Regions from separate parts of the Danio rerio genome. Here region 2 is linked to region 1. The links are chromatin contacts, called in public HiCAR-type maps. All regions are on one chromosome and are shown on one strand. Each heading gives the region's core, a stretch centred on a gene start, on an enhancer-like site or on the middle of the called end of the contact. The rest is flanking DNA. Distances are from core to core; before and after follow the strand shown.

Region 1 (7,332 bases), core at 2,103-4,602:
TTCTTACCAGGTTTGCAAGCATCGCCCTCTAAACACACTGGCTACTCTGTGCGGATGGAGAACGCAGTTCCCATAGTAACACAGGCCCCCGGTGCCCAACCTCTGCAGATCCAGCCAGGCCTTCTGACACAGGTACAGCCAGACATTGCCCCCATCGCCACAGCAACACAAAGCCACATTTCCAAAACTAATTACACCCCTCAGCCTTTCCCAAATTCTCAATTACATCCGAGTTTGGCTCCGACGAGGAGCAATTAGCATGACCTACTTTGTTTTAATGATATAAGTATAATTCACTCTCCCCTCAACGAAATCCAGAAGACACTCTCATTTCATGGCCAATAGATTAATTGAAGCCGGGTTGGATTTATCTCAGCATGCTCTGCTGTAGCAAACGCAATGACCTGCCTTTCCCCTTCCGGAGATTTTCCCCTCAATGATGCTTTGCTTTCCTGCCTGCACTGAGGTCTAGGAAACTGTGCTTCTTTCCTGGAGTTAACAGGAAGTCACGCTTTGATGAGCAAGACTGAGGTTGGCTTTAAATGAGGTCTGTAGATGCTGAGGGATTTGTCGACCCTCGGGAGCCACAAGGAAGGGCCCAGACGGCTTTTACATTCGAGACGTTCAGAGCTGTTTAGCCAATTTGTAATTTATCTACAACTTTTTCAGAACTGCTGAGCTGAGCGCTTGTTGCTTTTTTGAAGATTATACTCTTAGTTCAGGCAAAGAATATTAACACACACTCATGCCATTCCGAAGGCACACGACTTTCTTTATTAAACAATATTCTAGCTGTACATTTTGCTTAAATCATAATGACTCGTCAGCAAATTTGTCTATTTTCCACATCTTGTAGTGTTGAGTGAAAAAAGGCAAACATTTAAGTTGATATTTACTGAAGCTCTTAATATCAATTCTAGTTGTTCACAACAATGTCTATAATGCTAATAATGACATTATGAAATTAACATTACACAACATTAAATCATTGACAGTCAGACAGCCAGTCAGAATCTATCCTACTGTGAAGAGCTTTAGCATTTAAAGTGACCTGATCTGGGTATAAACAGATCTTAACAAATCAAGCTGAATCCACTAGATGAAAATATTGAATGAATGAATGAATGCCAAGCTAAATTTTGTTATTTTTGTCAGCTCATATAGGTTTTATAATGTGTGTTCAGTTTAGTTTTCTAGGTTTGTTGTATCCAAACCAAAAAGATATTGATACATTAAGGCATGGCTCCTGCAGACTGAACTGAATACTAAACAAAAGTATTGTAAAAGCCTAAACCCCTTATAAAATGTTTTTAATTTAAACTAGGGTTGCACGGTTTACCATTATTATGGTAGTATCACAATACTACTATGGCTGAAAAAAAAATACTGCCGATGCCACTGTGGTTTGTAAACGGTAGTATCGTCATTAATGGTTTATCATTCATTCATTCATTCATTCATTCATTCATTCATTCATTTTCTTTTCAGCTTAGTCCCTTTAATGGTTTATCTAGAATAGATAATGCTGGATGTGGAAAAGTCACCAAAATGATCACACGTTTGTGCAACATTAGACCATTTTATTTGAATAGTCTGTGGAGCCCTTAAAGGTTGCATAACTGTGTAGAATTGGCACCTTTTATGGTAGCCTATTGCATGTTTTCTATTTTTTTAACGCACATCTAAATCGGTTCATTTCTGTTTCTGTCAATATAATTTAGTAGCTACAACAAACGTGACAATCTCTTAAAAAGAACTATTCACAAAGTGAAATTTGCAATTACTTTGGATTGTTACTTAATAAGACTGAGGAAAAAATAGATGAAAAACCCAAAATAGCAACAGGAAACATTGAAATAATTTTGACCACTTCATATAGCCAAATTTTGTTGGAAAATGCTCTTTTGTAACAAATTTAATTCGGTTTAATTTGTATTTTTATTTTTATTTATTTATTTATTTATTTGGTCAGTTATCTGCAAAATAAAAAGAATGAATCCATTTTAGGTTAAGTGGGGTGCAAAAAATACTTTTTGACCTTAAGGGAATTATGAGTTACATTCAAATAGGCCTATTATAACATAAAATATAGTATTTCTGACAAATTTTATATAATTTGAGTTATGAATTACAGTATTGCTATACTACTTGGTATCGTGATACTTAAGCTGGTGTAGTATCGTAAGATTAATTAATGATATCGCGACAACCCTAAACTGAACTGCAGCAGAGTTTATTGGATGAGAATTAATAGCCATCCTATCTGCAGTCTTTTTTTTTTTTTTGGTGTACACTAGAGTTATTCAAATGAACAGCAACCGCACTTGAGTTGTTTTTAATTTAAACAAATTTAAAGGCGTGCTTCAAAAACATGGTGCCTGAGTCATAGCTACAACTTTCATGATAAATTGACACCATTTTTGCTGAATGGACTCGATTTGACCACTGATTACTGATTTAATTTGACAATTGGGAGATTGATCATGTTGTCTTGGTTCATTTTATCTCCTGGCTGACCAAAAAATGAACAAATTTGTAATTCGTCCACCATAAAAAAGAAAGTCATTGATTCGCCTTCAGCAGCTAATGAGCCAAGCATACTGGATCAAGGTCAGGAAGATCCAAACATTTCGGGTCGCAGCGCTAGTAATACTGTAAACACAAAATGCAGGAAATACAAGATAGTTAAAGATAGAATAAAAATAAATTAAAGATAGCTACCTGTTTTGTTTTGGTTTGTTTTTTTCTCGAAGCAAAGAGTCCCTGACCCAGCCACAGTGCATAATCTGCACTAAAGTTTTTGCTAATGAATGCATGAGGCCCTCCAAATTAATAAGACATTTGTAGATGACCCATCCCCAATACCGCAAGGGGTACCCAAAACAAATGGCTTAGTGAGGTTTTGCTTTTATATTTTACATTAGGCTATTATTTGTGCAGAAACATATCTAGATATAGTAATAAACACACCATTTGTTTGAAACAACATTTGGTTGTCATACATATACTGCAAACTTATATAAGCGATAATGTCAATAAATGTGGAGGGGGGCCTTACAATATTTTCCAGGGGAAAAAAGGGGGTTTTCAGGCAAAGAAAGGTTGGGAACCGTTGCTTGAGTACATCTTCAATGTTCCTCACGTTCAAGAAAGCCTGTGCATAAATTCCACTGGTGATTATCACAGTGCTGGATTGGGAAAAGCAGTTGGGGATTGGGATGCTTGTTCATTACTACTGTAGGGCCTCAAGCGGCTTTTCTCCCCCTTCAATCCAATCAGCCTGGCCACATCGCTCCTGGTGCCAGTGGAGTGGGTTTCTAGAAGGCCTCGGCCTTTATCTGGAACAGGAATGCAGAAAATGCGAAAACAATTGGCGATGGAGCGGCGGTGCTTTCAGAGCCCTGGGGGTGACAAAAGGCTTTCACCCTGCGAGGGCAGAAAAGCTGTTAGAGGGGTGGTCGAAGAGATGGCCTCGCATGGAAAACTCTACTCTTATCTGGGTTAGCGTTTCAGGCCAGACGGTACAATTACACAACCCAGCCCAGAGTGAGAAAGGAGGATGCAGAGTGTCAGGAATGTAGGCAAAGGGCTTTAGGGACATAGTTCGGATGAAATTATTTGTGTCACAAGAGGAAGAAGTATGTAGAGGTGTTGACATGTACTTGAAGTATGTACTTTTAGGCCTTGTGCATCTGGAAAAATTTAATGTAGAGATAGATGCAAATGTTAAACTGGTAAATTTTCAGTTTCTATCAGATCAGCTGTAAGGTTTTGTTTGTTTTGTTGAGGTTAGAATGATGAAGTGTGTATTTTAAAATATATATTTCCATTTCTTAAGTTGGATTTATTTGATTGACTGATTTATTGATTGATTGATTCTTAATTAAACAGTAAGAGGCAAAAAAACTTTCAGTTTCAGGTGACCTATGAAGTTTTATTTATTATTGCTGCTAAAGGGAATTACAATTATAGTGACAAAAAAAGTTTCCCCACAGGTAAACTGTAAAGATTGAAGGTTGCTGAATTTATACATTTAAATGTAAGTTTAATTTTAAAATTAAAAAATTCACATGCCTTCAGGGTATTTATTTATGCACTTATTTTTGTATTTATATATGTTTTTATTTTTGTTATATCCAATATTCAAATTATTTTATTTATTTGAAACTGCTTGAGTTTTATTTGACTTCTCTGACAAAAACATCAAAAATAAAGGTATATTTAATTTACATAAATAGTTAAAATAACAATAAATGTAACAAATTAAAAGCACAACAAATGATAGCCTGACTGTAGTTTGAAAGTAACTTTGTTCGCACTGAAATTTAACGGGTCCAGTGCTTCCCACACATTGAATTTACTTTGGCTGGCTGCCCAGGTATATTAACGGCCGCCCAAGTATATTTGATGCCACTTATTATTATTATTATTATTATTATTATTATTATAAGGGTTTATTATTATTATTATCATCTTTTTACACTTTTTTGCATCCGCACAAGATAACGAACATCCACGATCGATTAAGTAGTGGAAAATGTTCTCTCACCCTACACGTTTCATACCGCTTTTGTGTGTGCGCGAGAACCGTCAACAGTCTCATGTGCTCTGCATCGACCTACAGAGACTTGATTCGTTCAGGGTTTGTAAATCTCCTAAAATGTCGGGGATTCAACTTTTGCTTTTGCTTTCTAAAGCTGTCGTTAAATTTATGCGTTTTTGCAAGTTTTGTTGGCGTAGGTTTCCTCCGGGTGCTCTGGTTTCCCCCACAGTCCACAGACATGCGCTATAGGTGATTTGGCTAGGCAAAATAGTCCATAGTGTATGTGTTAAATGGAAGTGTATGAGTGTTTCCCAGTGATGGGTCGCAGCTGGAAGGACATCCACTACATAAAACATATGCTGGCTAAGTTAGCCGTTCATTCCGCTGTGGTGACCCCTGATTAATTAAGGGACTAAGCCGAAAAGAAAATGAAAGAATGAATTCTTTAATCTGAACGACTCAGAAAAAATTTACAATATACTCGTACACTGTAAAAAATAATATAACATATATGGATTGAGTAACAATTAATTCGTTTTTTAAAGAATGTAGTTGTTTAAAACTCAAATGCGCAGTTTATTTCTAAAGATTGTGTATATTTTTAAATGTCCTTTGACAATTGCTGAGATGTCCACCTCAAGGTCATGACGGGCGCTCATCGCTCGTGTACCTGGCGAGGGCAGCTGGTCCTCGGCTAAACATACTGACTTGTGTGCCCCTGCCTAATTTGAAAATGCTCATTTTAATTACGTTGGATTTAATTGATATTTTCTCTTTTTGAAATTATTCAAAAATAACACCTAAATTCTTATAATAAAATTGATTTGATTTTATTACAGACATTTTTAATTAATTTCAAAGCAAAAAAAAAGCCCTAAAATCAGGAAATTTATTTTATTAAATAAAGTGTACATATTAATATTAATCAAATCTACAAGGCCACAAAATGACTTTTTACACTGCAGAGGATGAAATGTCATCTAAACTGACTGCAAAATGTACTGTATATACACCATTAGAAGTGGTTAACCAGATATAATCAGAGATATTGTTTGTTTTATTCCTTTTTTTTGTCATTTATTTCTCATTTGCTGTATGTTTGAATAATTTGATGGTGTAAATATATTACACATTGTATACATGTACTGAATGCTTTGGCAGTACTGTACAAAATGAACTTGACAGAGAAATAGAGCAGCTTTTACCAATAAGATCACATGGCTCCTGAATGGTAAAGAGAAATAGTGGATTTCTTTTTTCATTTTGGAAAAAAACCTTTAACCCATTGAAAAGAAAAAGTAACAGTGTCATAATGAATGAAAATATTGTTAAAAATCACGTTATTTTTTGTTTGTCGCATTTAGTTAACGATTTATGGGCTGTAGGTAAAAGGTGTGTTTCAATCCAGTTTCCCCCGCTAGTATATTTCAAACCTGTGGAAAGCACTGCAGTCTACTGATAAAGTTGCCCTTAAATAGTTAAAATTCCAGACAAATACCATTATTTTCTTTTCTTGTATTACTGAATGCGTAATCACAGCCTTTCGAAAAGCAAACATGCTTTTTTAAAAAGCATTTTTCCACGGTTCGCCCTCCCTCTTTTGTGCAAGCGCTGTGGCCCATACTGATGGGCTGGTAAATAGATGTGCAAAGGGTATTAAAGAAACAATTCATTAGTTGTACATTAAACTGCTAATCAATAAGGCTGCATTAAACTATTAGAGCTGCAGACAGTCTTCTTCAAGCTCACGTCTCTGGGCAAATTATGCCTGGCACTCCCCGCACTCCTCACCCGCCATACAAAGCAGCTCCTCACAAAGCCTCTGAATGGGGCCCCTGAATTTAATTAAAGTCGGAGCTGATTTGGAAAATGTCTAACACATCAGCACTGCCTGGGAGATGCCACATCTCTTTATTAAGGCAGGGTCTTATCTTTTTTTATAGACAGGAGCCAAGGCCGTATGCAGTATGCAGGGCCCTGTCATCTAGATATTGGTGCCAAGAAATTGAGGGAGGGAAATGAATGAAGTTCCTGCAGAAGTGGTGGCACAAGCTTTTTGTTATTTCACAGGGAGATTTGTATTTATTTATTTTTTTATTTGGTCTGTAATTTGTTTCTTCAGACCGTCCTTCTCACATCATCATTATTTATGAGACCAAGAGAATAATCAGAAGATGGATTTGTTATGAAATTGTGTATAATTGATCTCTTCTGTTTATGTTTTGTTCGAACAGATTCACATATAGTTTGCTTACACTTTATTTCATGGTTTTTTTATTACACTATAGTTGTACATTTAAGTACTGAGTAGTATTCATTAACAACATGTATACCTACAGTCAGTGTTAATTGGTTGGTTGGGAGGGTTGCTCTGTATTTTTGTCATGCTTAAGTACAAATATTGAAACTTTCTTACTGTAATTCTAGAAAGATTTACTTGAGAACAAAATGACTACATTTTAAATCTAAAAATATTAAGACAAACTAACCGAAATGATTCTATTTACTCTTAAGACAAGTAAGAATTGAAGGTTTGATGTTAATTTACTAACCATTAGGTCATCCAAAATGTAGACGACTTTCCTGTCAGATGTTTTTAGCAAAAATTTTGGTCGTTGATAATTCAGAAAGGGTGACACAGTGGCTCAGTGGTTAGCACTGTCAGTTCATAGCAAGAAGGTTGCTGGTTCGAGTCCCAGCTGGGTCAGTTGGCATTTCTGTGTGGAGTTTGCATGTTCCTCCCATGTTGTTGAGGGTTTCCTCTGGGTGCTCCGGTTTCTTTTATAGTC
Region 2 (7,332 bases), core at 1,752-4,251, 230 kb before region 1:
CTAAAGCAATCACGTTGGGCACTTTTCATCAGGAATATAATCAGGGGGGGAAAAAAATCATTTTCTATTACCCAGGGGGTAATGAGAAGTCATTCATGTTTCACTTGGCAAAACAAATAGGTTTCGCATATTTGTGTTTATTAATGCTTTCGACAAAAGGTTTCTTTTAGACGGCAATTTCAGTTTTTATTGTTAACAAAGAAAGCAAAATACAATTCAATCTGTTTTCTTTCATATTTCTGCATTTGATGGACAGTTTGATAACTGTGAGTACAATCAAAAGAGACTTACCCACAAATTCGTCCGTACTTGTTTATGAGGTCAGCTTGAGACTTAAAGAAACCCTGTGCAAAAAGCAGAAAGTTTATGAAAAAATTAGAAGACAAGTTGACATTCAAGTTACACAAGTGATTTATTTTATTTTAGAGACTATTCAATTCCACAACCATGAGAATTATAAATTGAATGACCAATTCCTTTTTGCATTGAAAGTATTACTTTAATGGTGAAACCTAAAGTAATGGTCCATGTATTACATGTATTTTGTAACATGAACAATTCATTTATTACAATATTTATTAGTGTTAGTTACTGAAAATAAAGTTGTTTATTGTTAGTTCTACTTTATTCACACAGACTGTTAACTTTAGAGTGTAGTAACACATTAGAAAATGTTGAACTGTGATTATTAAATGCAGAACAACTATTGTTCAGTCCTAGGTCATGTTAGTAAACTGACCATTATTTTAAATTGTTACTGATTCGGTCACACTTTATTTTGAAGTATAATTCTCTCTATTGGAAAACCATTTATTATGACTATTAGCTAAATAAGCTACAAATTTGCTGATTTTTAATAGTTATTAGGGTAGTGGTTTGGTTTAGGTATTGGATCAGGAATGAAGAATGTAGGAATGTAGAAAAGTTTAGACTTTATAACTACAAACAGACAATAAATATCTTATTATTAGGTAGGTTGGTTAATAGTGGAAATAGTACTTAAAAACAGAAACAGAAATTATATCAATCACTCATCCTCCTGTTGATGAGAATTCTGTCCTTTTTTCTATTCTATTCTATTCCATTCCATTCCATTCCATTCTATTCCATTCTCTCTTAAGAGAAACAATCTTTTTCCAATTAGCAAACCATTACCTATGATTATTAACTAAATAAACTACAAATTTGCTGCTTATTAATAGTTATTAAGGTGGTAGTTGGGTTTAGGTATTGGTAGAATCAGGATTGTAGAAAAAGATTAGACTTTATAATTATACACTGACAATAAATATCCTATTAATAGGTAGGTTAGTTAATAGTAGGAACGGTACTTGAACTAAAGTGTTACTGATAATTTTTGCTGTAAAAAGGCCAGACAGTAATTGTTTACAAACAATTATTACACTAAATGACATCTGTTTTGGTAGAAAAAAATCATTTTAGCTAAAAAAAAAAATATTAAGTTTTTATTTTTTTATTCTGGTGTTTTATGTTTCTTTTATTGTGGTTTGTAAAGCACTTTGGATTAATATTGTGTATGAAATGTGCTATATAAATAAACTTGCATTGCCTTGCCTAAGGAAAAAACAACAACAACAAAAAAAAACAGGACATGACACGTTCTGTATCCCCAGCACCCATCACATAATTTAGAGCTATTATCATCTAATAAATAAGACTAGACCAGAACTTATTCTGTTAATGAAGTCTCTCAAAGCTGTGAAAGATGTAAAAGCTCTGTCTGTTGTAAGTTATTATGAATCAGTATTTGCCGTCTTGTGAATCTCTTCCTTTTGTTGTGTTTATTTTGTTAAGTTTTTTTCCTTTTTATTCGAATTTTAGTTTTTGATATCTGTTTTTGCTGTAATTGTACATTACTAATGCACTAATAACTAATGTGCTCTAATAACTTATAACTTATTAAGGCACACAATAAAATAAACAAACAAACAAATAAATAAATAAATAAATAAGTATCAAATAAATAAATAAATAAATAAATAAATAAGACTAGAGCTCCCTGTGCAAAAGCAGTATAAGCAGACAGTCAACTAATACTCAAATTCATTGGCATTTATGTACCTTTAGTCATCAAAATGTGCAATAGGAAGCATCAAAATAAAGTCTTAGCGAGTTTAATGATACATTAAACAATCTTGAACGATGATTAATATATGCAGAACAAGTATAGTTCATTGCTAGTTACCGATTTGATCACACTTTACTTTGAAGTATAATTATTACTATTAGCACACCATTAACTAGTTCAATAAACTAGTAATTTGCTGCTTATTACTAGTTATTAAGGTAGTAGTTGGGTTTAGGTATTGGGTAGGATTAGAGATGTAGAAAATGATCAGACTTTCTAACTACTATAATAAACAGCCAATAAATATCTTATTAACAGGTAGGTTAGTTATTAGTGGGAACGGTACCTAAAAGTGTTCTGATGATTCTTGCTGTCAATAGGCCAGAGAGTAGTTGTGATCCCACTATAACGTACAATTCATGCTATTAACAAGCCATTCAGTAAGACTTTAAGCTCAATAAACTATTAATTAGCTCCTTAATAAAAGATAGTAATGTAGTAGTTGGGATTTAGCATCGGGTAGGATGTGGTCATACTTTATAAGTGCTATAATAAACAGTTATTATCGTAATATTAGGCAGGTAATAAAGTCAGTAGTAAGTGGTGTTGCTTGTTTTACTGTAGTTGTTCATATATAAAATATTGTTACATTAAATCTTTCATGGCAAAAATGAATGACAGTCGTTTGCTGTTCTATCCAGTCGTTTGCTACAAAAAAAAAGAAAGCAACTAAACAGGACACATTTTAATGTATCCCCAGTGCCCATCATGTAATTTAAAGCAATTATCATCTATTAAATAAGGCTAGACCTCCCTGCACAAAATAGATCATTCTCTACAGTATTACTACAGATTGAACACAAACAACAGTGCGCAACTGCACTCATCTACCAGTAGGAGACAGGATAGAGCAAAAATCATTAACTGTACTCCTCTCTTTCTCTCTCTCTCTCTCTCTCTCAAGGTTTATGGGCTCTCTAAAGGTTTATTGAGGTCTACTGAGAATATTATCCTGAAATATCCAGAACCATAACACAATAACATGAATATCATTATATCCCCATTTAAAATTGAAGAATGTATTAAACTCTGCACACAGGGCTGCTGAGATTGCACTGTGTTTATAGAGTGGAGATAAGTTACACAACAAAGCAAACAATGAACATCAAATCTGACTGTTAAATGCACACACACACACACACACACACACACACGCATACAGTACATGCATGCAAGGAAAAAAGTGCTAGTTTGGTATGCATGGCAGCCGGTGGCTCTGCTGTCTCTACTAATGAAGGAGTCGACAGCGCTGGCACCAGAGCGCCTGCCCTCCCTTCTCCATCCCACCATTCCTGCAGTCTCCCTGGTGGGCATTAGGCAGGGACGCGTGTGTGTGTGTTCCTCACTGAGCATTAAGCAGTGGGGTGTGCCCTTCTGTCCTGATGTCCTCTCCTTCAGCCTTTTATTACTGCTCTGTCATATGGAAGAGGCTGCGTGGGCATTAGTGATTGGCGATGTGGCTTTAAAACTATGTAAGGAATAATTAACAACGGGCCATTGAATTATTATGAAGTAATGCACACCTCAGGTGGAAATGTGGTCATGGCTTGGAGCAGAGTGGGTGTTACACTTTGGGTGTGTGTTATTTGCGAATACTGCAAAAGGACTGGAGCCAATAATAGCTATTAAATGACGATTACCACACCGAAAAACAAAACATTGTTAAAAATAAAACTAGAACTGTTAATGTTGCCAATTCAAATCTGTATTTTAATAAAGTGACATTTATTGACATTTTAAGTTTAGCTTAAAACAATATATTGCAACCCAGGCTCATTTTGAAAATATACAGCTATATAGATTTCTGGAGAGCGCCAAATACATCCTAACAGCTATGTTTTTTTTCAATTTGTTTTCACAAATCCACCAGAGGTCGCTGTATACGCTTTTTGAGATCTCAGATTTCTGTCGCAAGTGTCATTCGTAAATCCACCAGAGGCCCCTGTCGACTGACTGACCGATCGACAGACCCACCCTCCTCTTTTCCTAAACCCAACCAATAGTGTTTTCAAAAGCACAGATTGACCCGCCCACCCACTACCCTAAACCCAACCAATAGTGTTTTCAAAAGCACAGATTGACCCGCCCACCCACTTCCCTAAAGGCAACCGACTGTTTTAAAAAGCAATCTAGAAAAACAAAAGCCCTTGCCTAATTTTTTACCACGTTTTCAGATTTTACCACATTCTCATCCTGTTATTTACTTGTTTATTTTATTTTTTGGCTTTTGTTTTTGTCTTCTGGAACCATTCTTTACCAGACTCGAACCTTGTTGTCATGGTCAGCTCCTCTCTACATCTCAAGTCCACCGACGTTTATGGCAAGCTACTGGACAAACTGGTAACAACGTGAAAAGAAACGGCGTCACACCACCCCGTAGCGTTTCTTTTAAAGATGAAATACTTCTGGCTACATATAGTTTGTGATCTCCAGAAACATTTATAGGGCTACATGTTGATATATTGTATAATAAATTATATATACACTCTAAAAAATATCTGTTAATATTTTCTGTATTTGGTGTTTTCCATTTATTTACAGTTGTGTATTGCATTATGGTTCTTGATCTCTGCTCTGTCAACTTTTGATGTTGAAAATCCAACTCTACAGTTTAACAAAGACACTTTTATTGACATTTAAGTAGTGAGTAGTAAGTGAAATTGTATGTTAGTAGTAGTAAAATTATATGTATACTATAAAGAGAATTAAGTCTGTAAAATAACAGTTAATGTACTTGTAGTTAATTACAAGGTTTTCGTAGCGTAATTTACAACACTAACGTCAATGTGTTTGAATGTATATAAAGTTGTGTGTTCATAATGGAACATGTTTTATTCAAGCTATTGTTGAAGCCTAGAAGAAAGAAGATGCTTGATAAAACTTAAAGACACTAAAAGCATAATTGTTCTAATATCTGGTTTATTTATCTGGTGCTCCTCATGACATGCTGGGTATTTATTTTATTTGATTTGATTTGATTTATTATGCAATACTTATCAACACTGCAGTGCAGAATGCTATAAAGTAGTGTGATTACTTCCTTATCTGTGATGTGAAACCACATCTGGTTAAAAGTTTTGTTCAATAACTCAAATAACAATGCTTTCAAATAAACTATGCCAGTAATTTCTTTTATTTATAGAAAGGCTCATTTTCATTGCATTTAGTATATGGCACTGTACAGCACTAAACAAACCAGTTTCAGATTGTAGAGGCAGATTCCAGATTCTAGGTGTAATTGTTTTTAATTGCAGGAACACCAATTCTTCTTGTGGAGATAATTTTTACTGGTATATTCTAAATGATAAATTATAGCATAGTAAGCATACCTAGCATGCATCTGGCAGAAGCGTTGTGACACGAGTTAAACAGGAGACCAGAGGCTCAATTCAAACAAATGAGCTGCTCCTGCCTTTGGCTTCTTCAGGGATTCATCACGGATGGATGCGATCAATAACGGCGGGTCTGGAGTGAAGAGGACGGTCGGCAATCCTATTGGAATTCTCTTAAAAAGATTAGGCACTTTCAGCTGTTTTCAAGCCCATCTGTGACCTTGACCCCTGCAGGTCTGAACAGCTCACTGATTCTCTTTGTCTCAGCCACTAATCATCGCTCATGTCACTCAGACCTTCAGCATGTGTCTGAGACAATGTGAGGGAAGCTCTGCTGAGGGTGTGCACTTTAGAAGACAGAACTGAGAAAGAAAGACATTTCAAGTGGCCATATTCTATTCTATTCTATTCTATTCTATTCTATTCTATTCTATTCTATTCTATTCTATTCTATTCTATTCTATTATTCTATGCTATTCTATTCTATTCTGTTCTGTTCTGTTCTGTTCTGTTCTATTCTATTCTATTCTGTTCTATTATTTTCTATTCTATCGTATTCTATTCTATTCTATTCTATTCTATTCTATTCTATTCTATTCTGATCTGTTCTATTCAATTATATTCTCTTCTATTTTATTGTATTTTATTTTTTCTATTCTGTTCTGTTCTATTCTGTGCTGTTCTATTCTGTTCTGTTCTTTTAAATTCTATTCTATTCTATTCTGTTTTATTCTGTTCTATTCTGTTCTGTTTTATTCTATTCTTTTCTTTCTGTTCTTTTCTATTCGGTTCGGTTCTGTTCTATTGTATTCTGCTCTATTCAATTCTATCCTGTTTTATTCGATTCTGATCTATTCTGACCTGTTCTATTCAATTTCTATTCTGTTCAGTTCTATTAGATTCTGTTCTCTTCTGTTCTGTTCTATTCTATTGTGTTGAATTCTTTTCTATTCTATTCTGTTTTATCCTATTCTATTCTTTTCTATTCTGTTCGGTTCGGTTCTATTTTATTGTTACATTAAATTCTATTCTTTTCTGTTTTATTCAATTCTGTTCTGTTCTATTCTATTCTGTTTTGTTCTGTTCTACTGTATTCTGTTCAATTTAATTCTATTATATTCTGTTCTGTTTTATTTGATTCTGTCCTGTTCTGTTTTGTTCTATTCTGTTTGGTTCTGTTCTATTGTCATCTGTTCAAATCATTTCTATTCTGTTCTGTTTTATTCTATTTTGTCCTGTTCTACTCTGTTCTATTATATTCAATTCTGTTCTGTTCTATTATATTCTGTTCTGTTCTATTCTTTTCTATTCTGTTCTATTATATTCTGTTCTATTCAATTATATTCTGTTCGGTTCTTTTAGATTGATGAACTGTCACAATTTACTCATCCTCATTATGGTAAAATTATATTCTATTTATTATGTCCTCACTTTTTTTTTTTTTACAGTTCACACAAATTCCATAATCATTCACTAATTCTCATGTTCTTATTCTATTCTATTTACACTAATGTGACCAATTTAAAGGAAAAGAGTACCTAATATATATATATATATATATATATATATATATATATATATATATATATATATATATATATATACTCATCCTTGTATTGCTCCAATATTATATTCTACTCTATTCTATTTTTATTCCCACTAAAGTTTTACATATATATATATATATATATATATATATATATATATATATATATATATATATATATATTTTTTTTTTTTTTTTTCTATTTTATTCTATCCTCCTTATTTAAGTAAACATTTACAGGGACAGTTCACACAGAAAAATATTTCTTAATAATTTTCTTACTTTCATATTCTCAGACTTACTTT

The links. HiCAR-type assays count read pairs that join an accessible place to other places.
Region 2: a HiCAR-type map of caudal fin shows a contact between it and region 1, with 6 times the contacts expected there. The contact joins two enhancer-like sites. A contact is called at or near these places in 4 of 18 Hi-C or Micro-C datasets (caudal fin, embryo, hematopoietic stem cells and 1 more) and 1 of 4 datasets of contacts at active chromatin or transcription factors (caudal fin).

The regions. Positions count from the first base shown.
Region 1 is chr18:13,839,856-13,847,187 of GRCz12tu, reverse strand. It overlaps hipk2 (homeodomain interacting protein kinase 2), which reads left to right. Exons shown (of 15, transcript NM_001099985.4): 9 at 11-132. Among named protein-coding and RNA genes, the nearest start is that of si:ch211-1e14.1, 28 kb to the right of the region's middle. Within about 2 kb of position 3,352, at least 17 of the 62 cell types and tissues checked have an H3K27ac peak or open chromatin away from gene starts, as enhancers often do.
Region 2 is chr18:14,066,645-14,073,976 of GRCz12tu, reverse strand. It overlaps tbxas1 (thromboxane A synthase 1 (platelet)), which reads right to left. Exons shown (of 14, transcript NM_205609.2): 4 at 292-344. Among named protein-coding and RNA genes, the nearest start is that of tbxas1, 59 kb to the right of the region's middle. Within about 2 kb of position 3,001, at least 3 of the 62 cell types and tissues checked have an H3K27ac peak or open chromatin away from gene starts, as enhancers often do.